Linked DNA regions of Zea mays: all the other regions are linked to region 2. A link is a contact called in public Hi-C data. All regions are on one chromosome and are shown on one strand. The core of a region is the stretch at or near the end of the contact, and the rest is flanking DNA. Distances in the headings are between cores, read along the strand shown. Region 1 holds the start of LOC100191156 (arginine/serine-rich splicing factor SC32 transcript II). Region 2 holds the start of LOC100280802. Region 3 holds the start of LOC541644 (plastidic general dicarboxylate transporter).

Evidence for each region. A called contact is a pair of places that touch in the nucleus more often than the background predicts.
Region 1: a contact with region 2 is called in a Hi-C map of ear, with 2.4 times the contacts expected there. The contact joins the promoter of LOC100191156 here to the promoter of LOC100280802 in region 2. A contact is called at or near these places in 3 of 25 Hi-C or Micro-C datasets (ear, endosperm and leaf).
Region 3: a contact with region 2 is called in a Hi-C map of ear, with 3 times the contacts expected there. The contact joins the promoter of LOC541644 here to the promoter of LOC100280802 in region 2. A contact is called at or near these places in 5 of 25 Hi-C or Micro-C datasets (bundle sheath, ear, endosperm and 2 more).

What each region holds. Positions count from the first base shown.
Region 1 is chr1:186,607,113-186,611,498 of Zm-B73-REFERENCE-NAM-5.0, forward strand. It overlaps LOC100191156 (arginine/serine-rich splicing factor SC32 transcript II), which reads right to left and starts at 2,922. Exons shown (of 8, transcript NM_001136592.1): 1 at 2,647-2,922; 2 at 2,482-2,560; 3 at 2,324-2,403; 4 at 2,175-2,241; 5 at 1,127-1,198; 6 at 561-788; 7 at 317-479; 8 at 1-226. The coding sequence starts at 2,722. The coding sequence ends at 221. LOC100382484 reads right to left here. Exons shown (of 2, transcript NM_001175223.1): 2 at 4,062-4,386. The coding sequence ends at 4,209.
Region 2 is chr1:186,343,820-186,348,058 of Zm-B73-REFERENCE-NAM-5.0, forward strand. It overlaps LOC100280802, which reads left to right and starts at 2,449. Exons shown (of 3, transcript NM_001367141.1): 1 at 2,449-2,603; 2 at 2,687-2,832; 3 at 2,932-3,512. The coding sequence starts at 2,474. The coding sequence ends at 3,444. LOC103641388 (U-box domain-containing protein 15) reads left to right here. Exons shown (of 3, transcript XM_008664748.3): 3 at 1-1,427. The coding sequence ends at 1,270. It overlaps LOC103641349 (RNA cytosine-C(5)-methyltransferase NSUN2), which reads right to left. Exons shown (of 17, transcript XR_560270.4): 16 at 3,682-3,763; 17 at 3,450-3,596.
Region 3 is chr1:185,950,767-185,954,634 of Zm-B73-REFERENCE-NAM-5.0, forward strand. LOC541644 (plastidic general dicarboxylate transporter) reads right to left here and starts at 2,347. Exons shown (of 4, transcript NM_001111399.2): 1 at 1,452-2,347. The coding sequence starts at 2,228.

The DNA of each region.
Region 1 (4,386 bases), core at 1,672-4,171, 260 kb after region 2:
CAGTACAAGGGTATTAAAAGACAATAGAGGTCGAAATACAAACCAACAGCATATTTTGACAACTGGAAAACACAATTCTAGAAGTCATTAAAAGAACAACTAGCAACCTTGGATAGCGGTTGATTGCAGATTGCTACTGCCATCATGTTCAAACAGCCTTCTCAACGTTCTGCAATCCCATGGGAAGACTGCTCTTTAAGCATCACCAGATCAACAAGCTTTATTCCTGACATGAATTGCTTTCAAGTGTAAGCAACATAAACAAATGCATGGGTAAAAAAACCCTACAAAGCAAGCAGTTAAACACCAATCTAACCTTGCTATCGCTGCCTGGGCTGCGGGAGCTTGCACGCTTCGGTGATGGAGATACACTGCGTGACAGAGGTGAATCTTTTCCATTGGCATGCTTTTCAGGAGTGGGGCTCCTCTGTGGCGGTGGGCTCTTGGGAGGACTAGCACTGCGCCGGGCAGGTGAAGAACTGTTGAAAGAAATCAAATTATAATTTGGGAACATGCAAAGAATAACCAAATGGTGCACCTGCACATTGGTATTGAGGCACCTGTGGTATGAGCGGCTTCTACTCCTGCTCCTGCTTCTACTCTTGCTTCTGCTCTTGCGCTTAACATCATCTCTTGCTCTACGATGACTTTTGTGGTCAGGGCTTGAACTCATACTTCGGCTTCTACTTCTGCTCCGACGACGATAGTCCCTATCTCTATCATGGACATGCCTTTCTCTGCTCCTGCTCCTGCTGCGACTTCGCCTTCTATCATCTCTGTCTCTGTGCCTAGTTAAAACAATGCATGCACTATAAGTTGCCTAGACTGCTGATAGTAAGCCAAAATGAAGGCAGTTAAGGATATGTTAAATTGACATATTAGAAATAATGCTTCTCTGCAAATAAGGTGAAAGCAGTGTTAATACCGACAGATTGCCTCTCTGCAACAAAAGCAAAGACAGTAATCAAGTAGACACTTACTTGCAGAGAAAGAAGTCTATGTCTACAGCAGAGGCCTGGAGAGAGGGTTACTTACCAGAGCACATATATGTATATATAGGGGGGTTACCATAAAAGATGATTTAAAGTAATGCTGGACATAATGTGGAAGGAACTAAAGTCTTCACCTTGGCCTTGGACTACGGCTCCTTGACCTGTCTCTTGATTTCTCAACCCCCTCTTTGACCCTTCCTTTGTGGCTACAGACACAAAAAAAACAAAGCAGGGACAAACTTTGGTGACCTGAATGAAATAGGTAGAGGATAAGATAAATGGATGCATACACTCTCTTGCACACAGCTTCAGGAGATAAATAAATTCAAGAAGAAGAAAAACTAACAGAACCTAGTACATGAGTGAATGCAATTGTTGTCTTTGAGTTGTATATGTTTAGCTAAACAGACTGTTTTACACAAGCTACCCCATAAATGCATATGGCATACTATATGTACATAATGAGTATTGTACTGGTACTGGGATTTTACCATACGAAAAACGTGCTATATATCTTAAAGCTAGATAGACAATGCTCGACTGTTCATACAAATTATTTGACAATTAATTCTCTCAACCTATTTCATGTGCTGTAACCAAAAAAGGGAAAACATACAGAGAACGGCAAGAGTTTTGCTGATTTTGTTTCGAGTCTTATTTTAGTAGTCTTGAACTAAGAAACTAAGAACAAACAAACTCCAAAATGTTCAATCACATTATCAAGGACAGACACAGTGTTGGCCCACATGAGTGGGGTCTGGGGAAGGAATAACTGAGGCAAGCCTTACCCCTGCCTCTTTTGCAGAGAGGCTGCGTCGAACCAAGGGCCTTCGGCTCAGTGGGAAGGCTTCTCACCACTGTGCCAGGTATGTCCTTCATTCATGTTTGGGTAACAAAGCATAACTAGTACATTGGTATGCTAATCTCAGAAGATTAACCAAAACATGTTTGGGTAACAAGAGATAGATAATCAGGCATCAACCGTCAGCAAGATCTCAGACAAATAAAAAACCAAGACGCATCAACCTAATCATATTCCTTGCTGTTAGCATATAATTATTGTCACCTCAAATCAAGAGTGGTCCACAACAAAATGAGATAAATATCATGCTTCTTATTGTCATGATAACTACATAAACAACACAGGTAACAGGTTATCAACATACAGGTGTGCCTACTCACATTGGCACAGCATTGGGGCCGTACTTTGCAAACTGCACCATGATGTTCCTCCCATCCACATTACGGCCTGCACCCAAAAAATCTACAATTATCAAAAATAGAAGCTCCAAAATCCCCACATGTGGAGCACAGTCGAAAAAAAAAACCACCATCGAGCCGATCTATAGCCTTCTGCGCCTCGTCGGCGTACTTGTACCGCACGAACGCAAAACCCCTCGAGTCCCCGGTCCTGCGAGGACACCGACAAACGAAGCGTGAGGAAACAGTCATCGAAGCACCGGCCCGAGAATTCAAACCGACGCCTGACCTGCGGTCCCTCGGGATGAAGACGTCGACGACCTTGCCGCAGCGCTCGAAGAGCGGGAAAAGGTCGTCGGCCGTGGTTCCTGAGCAGAGGGTGAAGACGAATATGAGAAGGAAGCGGTTAGAGACAGAGGGAAGGGGGCGGGGGCTAGGGTTAGGTCTCGCTCACGGAAGCTGATGTTGAGGACGAGCAGCGAGAAGGTGTCGCGGATGTCCGGCGGACCCGTCCTTCCAAAGTGCGACATCACGGCGGCGCCTCCGACGACGGCGAGGCCTAGGGTTTATGGCTCCGCCGCGGGGGAGAGGAAGAGGGAGAGAGCAGCGGAATCGAGTGTGTGAATGCAAGTGGTGGGAGGGAGTAGGTGGGCTCAGCTCAGCGAGAGGGGGAGGACAGGGAAACGAATTACGTGACAATCCAAATCTCAAAGCTGAAACTCAACAGAACATGACCTTCTTAAGCCTACGCTACGCTACGCAGCATTTGAACGTATTTGTTTCTCAAAACTGAAACGCATGGTCGGCCAGGCGACGTGCTTTCTCGCCATGAAGCTGCAGAACACTGCCAGGCGATGTGCCGACAGAACACTACGAAATGCTGTGTTGAGTTGCATCTTTGAAATTTGGTCCGTCGTATCTCCAGCTCTCTGTCACACAACGTATCTCGGTTTTTATTTTAAATTTCACTCTATAAATAATTTACTGTGCAGTACAAAACAGTATTATACATGCATATATTACACATATATTACACGCTTAGCTAGAAATAACCTTAGGCTATCTCCAACCATTACCTTCCTAAATTCCTCGTATTCGTACTTTCTATTCATATTTAAATATCTCACTCTTAATCATTTTCACCCTCAACCATTTTTCTCTGTTTATTCTCCTCTCCAACCGTTCCCTTATTCAACTCCCCCTTGACTCTTGAACTAGGTTATTTGTCTTTTATATGTTAGTTTTTAAAGTTTTAAAAATACTATCATATTTATAGTACCGTAATACATATTGTTATCTGCTAATTAAACTAAAAATAGTTAATTTCGCAATTATTATCATTGATTAGTGTAGAAGGGGAAATTCTTCTCTCCTCCCCCCTCCCCCGCGAGAGGGAGCGTCGTTGCCTCGTTGGATGCGGCTGGGGTGTGCCCGCCCTTCATCCTGTCAGGGAGATGCCGAGGGGGGCGCCGAGGGGGTCCATCTTAGGAACATAGGAGGACCTGAGGAGTCCAGGACACCGTTTGAGAGCTCCTTATAGCAACTCCACTGTTTTTTTAGAAAAAAAGCTCCGGTTTTCAAACGGTATTTAGTTTAAAATTGAATAGAAATAGAGCCTGACACTATAATCTCATCTGATCATCAAATTTTAGAGTGTAAAATTTAGAGTCTATTGTCAACCTAGTTATAAGACGTCATGCGGATAGGATATGTTTACATTTGACTTTTTGACTTTACACGCATTGACGCTGTGTGAAAGACATATGAGAGCTAGGCCCTACTGTTAGGAAGTTTTGGTCGCCAACAAAAGCAGAAACAGAAAAGGGAGGGAAAAGCCTCAGTCGACCCTGCTCTGCACACTTTCCAACTGTTCTGAAAGGAATGCACGTATATGTTTGTGTGTGTACAGTACGCAAAGCTTACAAAGTTCAGAGGGAGATACGACGTACATATATAGATCCGCATGTAGTACGATATTGCACGACGATCGAGCAAATATACAGTGTGTCGACGATGTCATAGGAAATCAGTGATGAATGGATCGTCGGGGAAGAACTCCGGCCAAGGGAGGAGCGGGATGGAGCCGCCACTACCGAATTGGGACGACGCCGTGTCCACCTGCAGCAGGGTGGCTGCGTCGTCGGAGAGGTCGGTCAGGGGCGGCAGCGAGCTTCCACCACCGCCAGCACCGTAG
Region 2 (4,239 bases), core at 1,199-3,698:
CATCAACGAGAGGAACGAGAGCACGACGCAGATGGTGGGCCTGCTGAACCGCTTCAAGGAGATCGCGGGCGTGGACGAGAAGGACGTCCTTGGCGGCGACGTGTCCATGCCCAAAAGCCTTGACAAGTGCCCCTCCCTGATGATCCCCAACGACTTCCTGTGCCCCATCACGCTGGGGATCATGACGGACCCGGTGATCGTGGCCAGCGGGCAGACGTACGAGCGGCGGAGCATCCAGAAGTGGCTGGACGGCGGGGAGCGGACGTGCCCCAAGTCGCGGCAGCCGCTGGCGCACCTGTCGCTGGCGCCCAACTACGCGCTCAAGAACCTGATCCTGCAGTGGTGCGAGAGGAACATGGTGGAGCTGCAGAAGCGGGAGCCGGCGGAGACGGAGTCGGAGCGGAAGGGGGAGGCGGCGGACGCGGCCGACAGCATCCCGTCGCTGGTGGAAGGCATGTCGTCCATCCACCCCGACGTGCAGCGCAAGGCGGTGAAGAAGATCCGTCGGCTCTCCAAGGAGTGCCCCGAGAACCGGGCGCTGATCGTCGACAGCGGCGGCATCCCGGCGCTGATCGGGCTGCTGGCGTGCCCCGACAAGAAGGCGCAGGAGAACACGGTGACGTCGCTGCTGAACCTGTCCATCGACGACAAGAACAAGGCCCTGATCGCGAGGGGAGGCGCCATCCCGCTGGTGATCGAGATCCTGCGGAACGGCAGCCCGGAGGCGCAGGAGAACTCGGCGGCGACGCTGTTCAGCCTGTCGATGCTGGACGAGAACAAGGCGGCGATCGGGAGCCTGGGCGGGCTGGCCCCGCTGGTGGAGCTCCTGCGCAGCAGCGGCACCGCCCGCGGGAAGAAGGACGCGGCCACGGCCATCTTCAACCTGGTGCTGAGCCCGCAGAACAAGGTCCGGGCCACGCAGGCGGGCGTGGTGGCGGCGCTGATCGGGGTGATGGACGACAGCGCGCTGGGCATGGTGGACGAGGCGCTGTCCATCTTCCTGGTGCTGTCGTCGCACGCGGCGTGCCGCGCGGAGATCGGGACGACGGCGTTCGTGGAGAGGCTGGTGCGGCTGATCAAGGACGGCACGCCCAAGAACAAGGAGTGCGCGCTGTCGGTGCTGCTGGAGCTGGGCAGCAACAACAGGCCGCTGCTGGTGCACGGGCTCAGGTTCGGACTCCACGAGGACCTCTCCAGGATCGCCAAGAACGGCACCAGCAGGGCGCAGAGGAAAGCCAACTTGCTCATCCAGCTCGCGCGCAAGCTCTGAGCCTGAGACCTTTTTTCTTTCTTTCTTTCTTTCTTTCTTTCATTTTCGGGTGATACAAACGTTTGTCAGCTGTCCTAATAGATCACTATAGTTTAGGAGTTTCTTTTCTTCATTGTTTCACCGAAATTTGTGAGAAAAAAATGTCTTCTCTTTTTTTCCCCTACTTTTCCATGTTGGGCAGGCCATCGTATTTTGGGCCTCTTTTGCCGTTTCGTCCGGATTGGATATCTGGAGCGGGCTAGATAATAAAGTGTATCCATCCATGGCATGAGCTAGGCTAGGTGTGATAGATGGCACGTAGGGTGATAATGACTCTAAAGATTTAATGATCGAATCAGGTTAGTATTAAACTCTATTTTTATTTATTTTTTAATTAAACTTTATTTAGAGTCTTAACAGTTTATGAAAAATTATTTGGATCATAATCCATTAGCACCCTAGTGGCACGTGGGCGCCTGTCGGCCTGTGTGTTGGGCACAGCGCATGCATGCGCATCCATACCAACGCGCCGGCCCATGTTTGCTGCTCTACCGCCGCCACCACCCCACATCACAGCTTTTCCGTTGCAGCGGTTCTTACCACTGGCAGAGGCGCGTGGAATAACTTGTCTTTTCGCCTCTGTGGATAGGATTCGTGCCGTATACAATACTCCGTATTAGACTAGATGTTTTTTTTTAAAAAAAAAAGAACCGTATGCTTCAGCTGTTGAAAACATCACGCTCAAATCCTGACTTTTATCAAGATACTACAACTTTGCTAACAAGGTATAGTAGTGCTTGGCAAGTGGGATTAAACCATTCCCGAAATAAATCTGAACAGACCAAAACAAACCAAAAAAACAAAGAAAGAATTATCAATCGAGTGGACGGGCGCTACATGTACAAAACTCGAACCCCAAAGTGGACGCTGTCGAGATCCCAAGCGACCGAACACAAGTTCAGTGCAGCAAGTTGTTTTTAGTTTTAGACTTTTTGTCAGGAAACGAAAAAAGGGGGCGCGCGAACAGCCAAGGCAGGCAGCGCCGTCAGAAACAGCAGGGCAGTGCCCCGGGGTTGGCTGGCTGGCTGGGACGCACGCGACCACGGTTTGGGCGGCATCCAGAGTCCAGACCACCCCACGGGCCATGCCGCACCACGTTAAAGCTTTATAAATGAAATCACCACGACGACCGCAATTCCATCGCAACAGCTCACCACCACCACCATGGCGCTCCCGCCGCACATCATGGCACTCAGCAAGGTGCAGCGCCTCTACGACGCCTGCGACGTCGTCTTCTCCTCGCCGCCGGTGGCGCCCACGCTCGGGGACATCACATGGCTGCAGAACATCCTCGGTCAGTTTACTACCTCTGCCTTGTTCGCCGCCTGGCCGCCCGGTCAATATAAATTAATTAATGTTTTTTTTCCTCTGCTTCAGATGGCGTGGAAGCAGCCGACGTCGGGATCGACGACGGGGAGAAGCCGACGTCGTCCTCGTCCTCGTCCGACGACGACCTCCTCCTGCCGGCGCCGGCGTTCACGCGGATCACCTACGTGCACATACACCAGTGCGACGATTTCTCGGTAAAGCTAGCTAGCTACCTAGCTGGAGTCAGTTTTGTGTTGTTGTGCTTCGTATCTGACCGATTCCCCCGCGTCCCTGCTCGTGCATTCATCACGCAGATTGGCGTCTTCTGCTTCCCGGCCGGCGCGACGCTGCCGCTGCACGACCACCCGGAGATGGTAGTGCTCAGCAAGCTGCTGTACGGCTCCGTGCGCGTGCGCTCCTACGACTGGGTCGCCGCGCCGCCTGATAATTCGCCGTCGCCGCCCAGGAGGAGGAAACGTGGCCTGGCCAGGGTGGTGGCCGCGGACGTGGTGCGCCGGGCGCCCTGCCCGGCGTCCGTCCTCTTCCCGCGCAGCGGCGGCAACCTGCACGCCTTCACCGCCGTCACGCCCTGCGCCATCCTCGACGTGCTCACGCCGCCCTACTCGGAGGACCACGGCCGCCCCTCCACCTACTTCACCGACGTCCCCGTCCCGTCCCTCCCGGGCTTCGCTGTCTTGGAAGAGACGGACCTGCCCGAGGGTTTCACCGTCGCCGGGGCGCCATATCTTGGCCCTCAGCTCACGGTCGATACGGAGGATGACGACGACGACAACTACGACAGCTACGACGACGAGCTAGTAGTTTAGCTTAGTTATGTTTTGCTTTTCATCTCTTGGTCGAAAGAGATAGATAGTAGTACATAGTTCATAGTTGCAAACTCAAAACTCTCTCATCTGATCTGTACAAATCCTTCCTTCGTCCAGGCCCAACCAACCGACGTGTGTAAATTACTAAGAACCTGCTATTCGTAACAAAGTTTGACAAATCCCACTTTATAATGTGAAACAAAACACACATGCCTAGAATTAATTAATGTGGTATACCAAGTTTTAATTAGCAGCCAACCAAATAGGAAGGTAGGTCCTTGTCAAGATGCCAAGGCAAGCTCCATAGTCGTCGTTAGGGCTGAAAAATATATAACTTCAAATTATTCATAGCTTTATTATAGATTTAAAAAATCATAAGAGCAAGAGAAAGCAATTAAAAATAGATTGTTATGTCATGCAACGTGACTCAAAATTGCTATATACATATATGTTTATAATAAGAACATATATTCTACTAAGATGAATATAAGAATCGATGTTTCCTATAACTTGTATAAAGCAGTTAAAATTATTGGAGCATAAAATAACCATAATGTTAGTTTACTAATTCGTGTCTCACTTCTTGGTGTGCCAGCCTCAGCGTAGGCCATCTAATCGTGTTGAGTCACAGCACAATAATTTGAGACATGTCGGGCCATGTTTTTTTGAGGTTCTATTTTTAGGCCGTGGACGACCCAAAATGGTCAGCCCAAATTTTCAGATCTAGTCGTGGTCCTGCTTGATCTGACAGTCTTCACCCCGAATCTCTATTTATATCCATACGGAAAAATATAA
Region 3 (3,868 bases), core at 1,097-3,596, 390 kb before region 2:
AGTCCCTTCCTACCATCACACAACATGGACCCATTCTAAAAAAGGACAGATCTAGCGTCGACGGCTCCCACGTGAGTGGGGTTTGAGAAAGGAATAACCGAGGCAAGACTTACCCCTGCATTTTGCAGAGAGGTTGTATCTAACCCCAAGACCTTAGGCTCAGTCGGAAGGCTTCTCATCATTGCGTCAGGCCTGTCCTTCACGGACCCATTCTAAACAGTTTATAGATTTGTTCAGTGTCTTCTGGTATTTCAGAGCAACCAAGGAGGCACTCACACAGACTCCCAAGGAATTCTTCAACACCATATACATATATGGTGAGAGCAATTGCAAGATTGATACTATAAACACGATCTTATACAGAAACAACAAGAAGGTAAGGACATAGAGTAGCAACTGAAATCTATAAACAATGAGACTCTGATGTTACTAATGCATTACATCACATAACTAAAGCAAGATGTTGGCTACTAATTAGGTGAACAAACACTCAACCAGCACTAGAAAAAAAACATTTGACCAGTGCTAGATCTACAGGGGGGGTGCAGTAGCAGACTAAGGCCGTATGCACAAGAATCTACCAGATTCTTTAGCAATAAAATGAATACACATGTATCTATAATTCTATATCTGTGTATCACTGTATCCAGAAAATAGCCAGCTGAACGCTAGACTAGCAAAATGATTAGTATACGATGCACTACGATTCATAGAAATGCCATGTTTGTTTCACGGCTTTCTTTGCATTGAGTCAAGTGACCAACAAGGCAAACAACCATAACAAATATTTTTAAGGATCAATTTGTTCAGTCCTTCAAATCACTGTTATGCAATCAAATGACTCAAACTGCACTCAAGAGTGAACACGGTTTTTCAATTCAGTGGTGATTAGCATCAGTGTGGATTTCTATGAGACACTAAATAATCTTAAGACGCAGTTTCCATTAGTAGGCCCTATCATATTAACAATTACAGAGTACAATAGTTTTAAGCAAGGCTAATAATACAACTCGTTCTATTTAGTAGTTAGCTACTCTAAGGCCCACTTGTTTGTCTCACGTATTTTCTTTTCTTGTGCATAAGCTGACGGTAAACTTAGGGCCCGTTTCTCTTCTCTCCCCCCTTTCTCCTACTCGGCACACATCCCACTTATAATCTATGTAAGAAGTTCACCCCCAACAACAGTAACAGTGTAACAGTAACGGATGCAGCTATCACTATCAGATTTCCGAAAGAAAAAAAAAATGCATGCAGCATGCTTCTGCTTCTAGAGATATAAGCACTAGGCAGGCACATGCACCGATTCATCTATCTGGAACAAAATTTAAAAGGCTCAGAGCCAAAACGAATATCTGATATAACAGCGGGATTTATTAGACTGGTAACATCTTAATGTAAAACCAGCATGCATCTGCACTGCATGATCAAGCATTCAAGCGCGCCGTTGTTACCTGTAACTGCGATTGCACAAGATAAGAGCCGAGTTTCTTCGCCGATGGATCGTTGGGCTTGCTTCCGGACGAGAGCGATAGCGACTTGACGATGGGAAGGAAAACACCTCCAGCCCTGGCCGTGGTGCTGGGCATGGCAGGGGAGATGAGAGCCTCGCTGATGGCAAGCCCATAGGATAGGCCCAAAGTGCTGCGCCCCAGCCATTTGACGAAGTACGTGGCGACGCGGTCGCCGAGTCCGGTTTTGACAAAGCCGCGCGCGAAGAAGAAGGATATGACGATGAGCCAGATGACTTCGTTAGTGAACGCCCCGAACGCGGCGGTGAAGGGGAGCGTGCGGGTGGCGACGGTGGCTGTGAGGCCAAGGAACGCCCACGCACCGACGGGGAGCGGGCCGAGGACGAGCCCCGCGATGGTGGAGAGGAAGATGGAGAGGAGCTGCCAGGCCTCTGGGGTTACCTCGGCCGGCCGCGGCACGAGGAAGCGGACGGCGAGGCCGGCGGCAAGCGAGAGAAAGAGGGGCAGCGGTTTAGCACCGCCAGATGCCGCCGACGCCGCCGGCTTAGAGCTCGCTTGAGAGGCCGATGCGGAGGCGAGGAGCGGGGGCAGGTGGCGGCGAGGGATAGGTGAGAGGTGGGAGGCGATGGGGGGTGAGAGGGAGAGGGGATTGGGGTAAGAGTGGAGGTGGAGGTGCAGATGGCGGCGGCGGAGGTGGCTATGGGAGGTCGGGAGAGGGAGAGCCGGTCGGTGGGTGACGGCGAGCCGGAGGCTCTCCATTGGTGGCGGCGGCGGCGGCGGCGGCGAGCGCTACGGGCACTGGTGGCGGCGGAGAGCAACGACAGGTAAGATTTGTTTTTGTTTGTTTTGTTTTTATAAAACGGGGAGCTGGAGAGGCGTGATCTGTCACTGTCAGGCTGCTCTTGACAGCAGGGGTAGTGTACTAGTGGGACCAGTTTCTCTACTGTACTGTACAATTGTACGTATGTGCGGATCTCCTTCGGTTTGATGACAGATCATCGCAACCAGTTTTGTTTCAGGAATCGGCGGGGTGGACCCCATCGGCAGTGAGAAGGAAGATTGGGATCGTCAGGTGTGGCTGTATGGTTCAGATGTTGATATGGGCGGAATCTACGGTATTGCCTATGACATGACGTGCATCAGTGCCCACGTCATATGTCTCGTGGTCACCGTCTCTACCCGTTCGGGTACTCCTCTGTTCCTCACGCCTTGTTTCGGGTATTCTCTCGCTAGCTCTAGAAAATTTAATAGACGTGGTAAAATAGTTGTGTTTGGAGCAAAAATTAAGAGAAAAAATCTAACCACAGTCAGCTAAACAATCTAACTCCAACATTACAAACACCATAAAGTTTTGAGAGATAAAAGTAACAATGATTTGGAGTAGCTCCTTTACTGCTATAAAATTCTTAAAAACGACATATATTGTTTTCTCATAGCCAATACCAATGGCGGGTACATTCTAAATTCTTCATGTGCATAATCTTATTATATATAAAGCAAGTTCAAGTTATTATGTATAAAGCAAGGTCAGATTGATCTTCATTACATTCATTTAGAGCTACTACATCTAAAGTTTTGAAGCAGAACTGCTATAGAGTGGAGAAAAGCTATACCAAACATCCTATAGGCAATGGCCCTTAACACCCACTCCAACCATCAATCACATTACCGATCGCACTATCGAACATCGTAAGCTCACCTCAACATCACATCGCTTTTTTACAGATTTATATTGCAAATGAAACATTGTTGAATATATAAATAAGCAAATAAAAATTACATAGTTCATAAAAAGATTTAAAAATACGATACTTGAAAATAAATAATTCATGCTATATGAGAAAAATAAAAATTGAATTACTTAAAAATTACACAATTCATAAAACAAATAAAAATTGCATCACTTAAATAATTAAAATTGAATAACTCATACAAATAAAAATCTAACTTCCGTGATGCAGATCCCAAATCTAATTGTTGTAGGGAAGTAATGTATTTCTGGTGAGGAGAGAAACCGCAACACAAAATTGAGGGCATGTGCCTTACAATTGATATTTCAAACCCAAGTGAAGCAGCCCTATCAACTAAGATATCATCCACATTTTCGTTAAAATGTAACTCCTACCTACCTCTAGCAATTAACTCACCAGAGAATGCTCGATCACTGAATATCACACACTCGCTTTACATCTTGATAAGTTCAATATTTACATAATTATTTTTGTCCACTACCTCGAATGGTATATAGTTACTAGATTATCCATATATTTCATGTAGCGAACCATACATAGAACCAAATTTAATAATAGCAAACATATTTGGATAGAAGCAACTAAATGAAACTAAATACTACAAAAACTACTCACTAACTAGTATCGCCGTGTTCACTACCTAAATAT